2 separate regions of the Zea mays genome follow, and region 2 is linked to region 1. The links are chromatin contacts, called in public Hi-C maps. All regions are on one chromosome and are shown on one strand. The core of a region is the stretch at or near the end of the contact, and the rest is flanking DNA. Distances in the headings are between cores, read along the strand shown.

Evidence for each region. Hi-C and Micro-C count contacts between places; a contact is called where the count stands out from the background.
Region 2: a Hi-C map of ear shows a contact between it and region 1, with 2.2 times the contacts expected there. The contact joins the enhancer-like site here to the promoter of LOC100280343 in region 1. A contact is called at or near these places in 2 of 25 Hi-C or Micro-C datasets (ear and endosperm).

Annotation. Positions count from the first base shown.
Region 1 is chr3:45,695,040-45,699,149 of Zm-B73-REFERENCE-NAM-5.0, reverse strand. It overlaps LOC100280343, which reads left to right and starts at 1,735. Exons shown (of 5, transcript NM_001153269.2): 1 at 1,735-1,931; 2 at 2,073-2,155. The coding sequence starts at 2,134.
Region 2 is chr3:46,306,013-46,310,122 of Zm-B73-REFERENCE-NAM-5.0, reverse strand. No RefSeq gene overlaps it. Among protein-coding and RNA genes, the nearest start is that of LOC100285258, 140 kb to the right of the region's middle. Within about 2 kb of position 1,827, at least 19 of the 20 cell types and tissues checked have an H3K27ac peak or open chromatin away from gene starts, as enhancers often do. A contact at or near this core is called in ear, where this site is marked.

The DNA.
Region 1 (4,110 bases), core at 486-2,985:
TCGGACTCGTATCAGAGAGGGAGAAGCTCAAAAGATACGAAGGTTGACACAGCGCCGAAGCTGTGAAGCAGGAAAGCTTCAGCATGTTCGCAGAAAAGGGAACCGACTTGAAGATGAAAAGGCCATTTAGACCTCGATAGATTACTATAGAATTACCACCAAATGTAAAGGGCATGTACGTAATTTTGTATGGGTTGTACCCCGTGCCTATAAATAGGTGAACAGTACCCCCGTACTGTTCACGCTGATTTGGTGTTCACTTTTGCGTCACGCTTGTACTTTCATTTCCTTCAAATTGGAGGTACATCTGTAACTCAATGTTATTTTTATTTATATATAATAATGATATATGATGATCTACGTAATTCTTTATGTTTCTTGTAATTCATTCTTCGTCAATATGTAATGCATTTATAAAGGTTCGCCCTTTGTGACCTTCGTCCGAAAATCATTATATCCCAAGGGAAATAATGCTTCGTAGGACGAAGGACTTAACCGATTAACATTTTCTATGTTGCCTTGTTCTTGAAGCATTTGAGAACAAGTCCCCAACACCTGTGGTCCAAACCGCCACGTCACCCCCCATCGTCGGCAGCACCAGAGTAGAGGTAGCAGCATCAACGCCCATTGTGGCTGACACACTCCGCCTGGTGCCTGCATCCTCACCTCTTAGCGAGGCTGTTGGAGACATCAAGGCCGCCACCATGGCACATGTAGAAGGAGACCGGACGAGGTGCCCGTCAATGGACCCCTCAACGCCGTCGGGGCTATGATGTGAGTATGCGACCCGAGTCGCAGCGGGTCGTCCTTGCACGATAAGGGCCACCGCTTCTTGTCCGAGAAGAACTACGGTGGGGAAGACCACAGGGAGGAGTAGGGCTCGGATGTAGGGAGGGGAATGCAGCCTGGTGCTAGGGTTAGGGCTTACCTGGTCGATTTTGGAGCGAGAGGAGCCCAACGCCATTACGGAAATGCAACCAAGATGGGGACGGGGGTGGGGGCAGACGAGACCGGATCCACCTTCGCTTCCTACAACAGCAATGGTGGTGAGGTGGTGGCCATCGCTGAAGAGGAGTATGAGGAGGAAGGCGAGCGGGAGCGTGAAGACGATGTTGGTCCCCGCCCCGCCGTCGTGGCCGTCGATCTCTCACCCTGCCATCGCTCCCTGCTCCCTGATGCCTCCCTCACTCTCCTCATGGCTACGTAGCAGGCGTGTGCGATGGGTGGGCGCCGGGGGTGGGGATTGCATCGCGGGGCAGGTGCAGGGCGGCATTCGAGGGGACGGGCGTGTGGGCATGGCGCGGGGCAGGCGGGGGGCACGGATGTGGTCTACGTTATTGGCTTAATAGATAATAGAGATTTAGCGAGTATTTTAGGGAATTACTGGAGTTGCTCTAATCTATCTAGATTATATAATCTAACTTATTTTAAACTATATGTTAGTTCAAAATAAGTTAGATTATTATAATCCCAAAGAAACGTTTCCTTAGTGGAGAGAGAAATAGTGAGGGACATATTTGTCTTTGGATGTCTAGAAGTTGAAAAAAGTTTAATTGGGTCAGTTTCGTAGATTATAGAATTTAGGGTGGTCTAGATTGTAAAAGCTGGACAAAGTCTATGGTTGTTTGGGAAACCTCAAATAAAAAAGATAACGCAGAGGCCCGTTGGTCGCCGTCTCTATTAAACACCGGTTCCTCTCTCCGCGCCACCGCCGGTAACCGCCACCAGAAGTAAGAGAAACCACGCGTGTCAGCCAGCCATTGGATCACCACCATTCGCGCTGTTCGGCGTGCGCACCCGATCCCGTCTCCGTGCGGCTTTGTGAGTAGAGAAGGGAAGGGGAAGCAGGAGCAGGAGGGGTTCGTCATCGCGTGGTGGCCGCGCCGCTCTGTTCCTCCGTCCCCTCCTCCTTCCGGCTCTCGCTGTCACATGTACGTCCGCCGACCGCCCGGCCCTATCTCACGCTCGATCTCCTGCCGCCGAACCCCTCTACTGCTCGATCTGTGCTGATCTGTTGCTTTTGTCATGCTCCCTTTTGTTGGGTTTTTCTTTTTTCTTCCCCCGGAGATCAGGTCGTGTGGTGTGGGGGCGCTCTGATCCGGATGGTGCAGCGCCGCGGGATCGCCCACGGCCATGATTGATCGCGAACGAGCAGGTCAGACATCTCCTAGATCTTGCTCTATAACGCCATTTTCAGTGTCGAAGGTCGCGTCTTGCGAGTGCTAGTGGCGAAAGGATGCGATTTTTCGTGGGTTTTCAGCGGAATTCTCTATTTCTCTGTGTGGAACTCCGGTTTTTGCAGTCTCACTGAGTGTCTCGATATCTTAGTTGCAGTAACTGCGTGAAATGCTATACCGGAGATGCCATTGTGCACGGAGGTGGTTTATTTTGAGGAAGAGTTGGGACACAGTTTGGTGAATTTTGTTGTGTGCTGGTCTGAGAGCTAGTGCTGCTGGGATTGGTAATGGTAACTGATGGTAGTATAATATGTGATGGAATTCACTGAATGTAGTGCTTGTATTTTTAGTGCAAGTTTATTAGGGATAATTTTACGTTGCTTCTCACTGCGGGTTGGGATATGTTGTGCCAGGAAAAGATGTCCCTCATTTGGTTTATTCTAGTATGTTTTTGTTGTTTGTCTAGAAGCAAATTTGTTCATATACTATGCTTAATTATAGATTTCAAGCAACAACAGTCATTTGATTTGATGTCAACATTGAAGTTTTTTGCAATTCCAGCAGATTACCCTGGTCCATCAGCATTTCATTCAGGACCATAGTGATGGTTCAGGTTTGTTACATACCAGAGATCAACGGCCACATCTGACACCCCTACCATAAACACCCATCGGAGTTTCAAAGTTTGGAAACAAAAGGAACATAACACATGTCACACAGGACACCACGTCCAAGGCTATGCAAAGTAAATCATGGTAGGAAAATCAAATATCATCCATGCTCAGATTGGTTCCTCATAATTGATCATGCACCATCCACAGCTTTGAACTGCTGTAGGTGGCGAGTGGAGCACAGTTACTCCTAAGACTTGAGCAAAGAGAAGATGAATCACTACAACTTCTGCATACCACACCATCTGCCATCCTGAAAACACAGAATCTCTGAGCTTCCAAAGGCCCCACATCGCTGCGGAGATAAACGCTAACACACCCATGCCTCTTCTCACAGATCCAACATTTTGCATCTGATTTAAAGTCACATACCTTGTGTTTAAACACTTCAGCTAGCTCCATCCACATTTTAGAGGCTACTAAGGACATCCAGTGCTCCTAAATGAGTGGAATCTGGGGAAGGAACAACCAAGGCAAGCCAACCCTGCATTTTTGCACAGAGGTTGCGTCGAACCCACTTTGGCTCAGTGGAAAGGATTCTCACCACTGTGTTAGGCTTGTCCTTTTAGAGGCTACTAAGCTTCCATAAAACAGTGCTAAACATCACAACAAATAAATAAGAACACATTGAATTGAAGAAATCAGTGAAGCACAGTAGCAGCAAGCCAGCAAGACATTTTTTTTGGAGAAAAGTATTTTCAGATAACCATCAGTACAAATTGACTATAATCTACTGATGTTGGCAACATTGAAGTTAGTTTATACTGATGGTTATTTGAAAATACTGTTCTTTAAACAATTTTTTGTCTTGCTGCTACAATGCTATCACTGATTTCTTCAGTGTCGTTATTTATTTGTTGTGATGTTTAACACTAGTAGTGTAGCTTCTGCATCATATTAAAAGAAGCTTGCACTGAAACCTGACCCGAGGATGATTTCTCATGCAAATAAGTGTGTTTGAGTTTCTGTATGCAGCAAAATCTTTGTATTTATTTGGGGGGAATGTGTTTTTTAATATATGCTACAGAAAGTTTGGCGCCATGCTTTAATTTCAGAATTATGTAGTAACTTAACTGGGTTTGGATGAATGTTTGAATTGGTTGTTTCAAATCATTTTGCTTGACCCTGTATGCCTTTGAACAAGCATTAACAACATGAAGACCCCTTTGCTAACTGGTATGCAACTAGTTTTTAATGCGTTAATTTTATTTGATTCTTGCAGTTTGTGAAATGGGCATGCACTGACACAAATTGATATGAAC
Region 2 (4,110 bases), core at 578-3,077, 610 kb before region 1:
GGACCACATATATCTATATGAATAATTTCTAACACTCTCGTACTGTGCATGCAATCTCTGCATTGCTCTAAGTCTGTGAAGTCTAGGTGATGGAGAATCCATCCCTTAACGAGACTTCTTTTCTCCCCCTCGAAATATGGCCCAAACGATAGTACCATAATTTCGACGAGGTTTCTCCATCACATTGTTTTCTTACTCCTGCCAATGTTGGCTGGTTTATTTTCTGGCGTATCTAGCACCACTGTGCGAAGATAAATAAAGCATGTCTCATCAGATGGCGAGGCCAACATCTTTATTATCAAAACTGAATAACACAGTCTCTATCACCGAAGTGATGTTGGATGTGCTGATTGTTTAATCACGAAACTGAAGTTAAGTGTCTGCTTGCTTTCCGTTAACCACTGTAACTGTTTTCAGCCCTCTGGGAGCCTTAGGTTTATACGGAATTACATTCTGTAGCATCTATTGCAGGAATTCTGAACACTTTCTATTGTATGCCCTGTCTTCTTGCAATAGAGGCAGGTCTCAGGGGATCTGAGAAACAGTCTGATTGTTGCATATAGAAAACATCGTGATCATGTTTGATCTTATTCTTGAACCTTTCTTAGAGGTCTTGTTCTGTTTGAGGATTCTTAGTTTGGGAAGATTGATAGAATCACTTATTTGACTTATCAACCTTTCCTCCTAGACAAACTATGTCACGAGTTGATCTATATAGCACTTGTCCATTTAGACAGGTGTTTTACTGATCATGAAATGTCTCATATTCTGGAATAGCACCCTCAATAGGATCCTGGATGAGACTCTTATTATGATCAAGTACATTACACTTGGATCTTTTTCAGTTGACCTTATAGATGCTGTACTGCGCCATCTTAAGGTCATCCTAAGGTGAGCCTACTGTAGGCTTAATGGGTTTCTCAGAACACAATGAGGAATCTATTTCATCCACTGTAGTTACCATTTCAATCTTTTCCCGCCATAAGTGACAATAAATACCACATAACGGTTTAATCTACCTTATCTGACCAACTAGTAGGCCAATATGTGCACTTTTGCAAAGTAAAACAGAAAATATTTAGGACGTCTGAAGTAAATACTGAAACATAGAACTTGCATGAATTAAATATTCGACGTTGGTCAAATAATAACCATGTCTGATCTACAGAATTTCTTGTTCTAAAATTCTAAACCATCGTTGGATGATCTAGAAAATTTAATTCTTGTATAAAATGTGACAACAATATTCGACGTTGGTCAAAATATTCAATCACCACAAAAAAAATCTGAATTTCTATGCACTTAAAGATAATTAATCCACGTAGGCTTCATAATAAACAATAGTGCATAAAAAAACAAATAATAATCTGGTTCTAAAATTCTAAAACCATCGTTGGATGATCTAGAATATGTATATTTCTGTTCAAAATGCGGTAACAATATCTAACGTTGGTTAGAATATTCAATTACCACAAATTTTCTGAATTCTATGCAATTTAGACAATAAATTAATCAACGTTGGTTTCATAATCAACTGAAAAATTGCATAAAATATTGAATAAAGTACCAAAGTACGCAGCAGAATAAAATAGTCCATAAATATTTCTGTAATTTTCTATAACTGAAAAATATTTCTAAGATATTTTCTGAATTTTCTGCACTATTTTTCTAATTTCTTTTCTGTGTTTCTAATTTCTGGAAATAGAAAACAAATTACAGGAAAAATTGGAGGTCATTTCGGCCTGGTCGGCCCAGCCTGGACGTGGCCTTTCGGCCTACTGGAGGAAGGGGCGCGCGCAATGGGCCGCAACCTGGGCCCAGGCCGTGTTTTTGGCCCACGCGGCCTCCCCTCCCCTCCACTTGATCTCAGCCATCGAATCCGATTCGACGGTCCAGCTTCTTGCGCGCAGGCTATAAAGGGCGGAGATTTCGGAGAGGCTGTAAACCCTAACTTCATTTCTATTCTCCTCCCCAGCCGCCAGGAAGCACCGGCGCCTGGCCAACGGCGCGCCTCCCTTTTCACTTCTTTGTCTTCTGTTTTCGTTCTGTCACCCGCGCAGAACTTCAGCCGCCAGGGAACTCTGGTTCCTGGCCGACCGAGCCCTTCAATTGGGCTGTGCGCCACAGAGCCCGAGCTGACCTTTTGCTGTCTCCTTTTTTTCGAAATCTGTTCCGATTTTTGTTCGTGATCTGATCGGTTGTAGTGATTTCTGCCGAGCTCTCAGGGATAAAATCCCTTTCATTATTTTACTGTTTTTTTAAAATAACGAACTCGGTTCATTAGGGCTTCTGGAACTCGATACGAGTTGGGGATTCTGTCCTAACTCCTACTCCGAGATCCTCTTTCTGTTTGGAACTACAGGAGAAAACGACCCCCTTCCTCCAATCGTATAGAGCTCTTGATATTATTAATTTTTTTATTTATACCACCGCACAGATCGAACCTCGGATTTGTTGTACCCGAGCTCTATTATTTTTCTGCGAATGAAATTTCTGTACCTTTGACTGACAACGAATACATGGATTATATTGATAATGCTCTGTACACATAATCTGTACGTGGTTTCTGTTTTATTGACTGTTTCTTGTCTGTAAATTTAAATAAAATTCCGAGCTACTGTGATCTCTTTTTGTCCCTGTTTACAGATGTACCGATTAGGGTTAGGTCGTAAACCCTAACCCTAAACAGTGTGTCTCTATCTCTTTTTGTGATCTCTTTTTGTCCCTGTTTACATGGAACCCAAAGGGCCATAGAACACACCCTAAACTAAGCTAGGATCACCTTGGTCTGTGCTGGCCACGAGGAGATAGAGAATCGGCCGGCGTGGTCACCTATGGCGGGGAAGAAGATGGACAACCACCTCGGCCATGCACTCGGCAAGATCATGACCAACTGGATGACATGATAACAAACTGAACAATCACACGCTAGACTTATATAGTGACTGTAAGACGGTGGAGAAGTGGCTCCAAACTGAGAGACATAGCAATGGGGAGGACAAAAGAAAACTTCTGCGCTTGTTCCTATTGTGATAACAAGGCCTCAACCAACCAGTAGAGGTATGAGCTGGGACACGCATCCTTGTTGCATGGGCAGCACGTGGAGGAAATAAAATACAGTAAAGCGATAGATTTCCCCATCGGCGTGCAAAACTAAGGACAGACAGACAGGGGGAATCACCGTGGATAATCATAGTGCGCTGATATTTACCACATGGAACTCCCAGGCCCACCCACATCTTACCTCCCACAACCCGCATCTTACCTCCCACACATCAGAAGAAACTAGAGCCCGTAGTGGCATCAGATTTTTTTAGATCTTTATTGAACCAATCTCTGAAGTCTGAACTCTAACTGCACCTTCCTCTGTTCAGTCTTTTTTTTCACACATTCTAAACAAGGGAAGGCCAAACTCAATTGAGCAACTTTGCTCTCCAATTATAGATCTTCAGGTTGATTATAATATCCCAGGGCCAAAAACATATGGATCATAAGTTATAATGCCCTAAAGTCAACACAGTTCACTGAATTTTAGTTTTAGTTAACTGAAATAACCACATATTGGTAGCAGAAATTTGAGAGCACTTTACTGCAGGTTTTACACAGCACCAGACTCAATACTCCACAAGAAACTTGTTCACCATACATAGCTCTTCAAATTTGCTATAGCAACCTTGGGCCAATGATGTATGGATCCCAAGCTACAGGGCTCGAAGATCAACTACTTACACTGATTTGCCAATTTCAGACAACTGAAACAGCTATAGCACAACCAAGTATGACATATCATACTCAAAGGCATTTTACTCACAATTCTATACAGTAGCAAGCCAACTCTTTGCATCAAATTTGTTTTCCTTGATATGGTCTTCCATTTTGCTATAGGATCCTTAGTCCAAAACCCCATGATCTGGTCACTAAAGGCTCCAAACTTTGCTCCATTTACGAAATTTCAGGTTTTCAGTTTTGAACAAAATCCAGCCACCAACACACTGACAATCCATTTTAGGAGCCTGTTACTCCACTTTTTGTGTAGCACCAAGTCTATCTCACTCTAGGAAACTTGTTTACTATACTGTGGTCTCCAACGTTGCTATGGAAGTTTTCGTC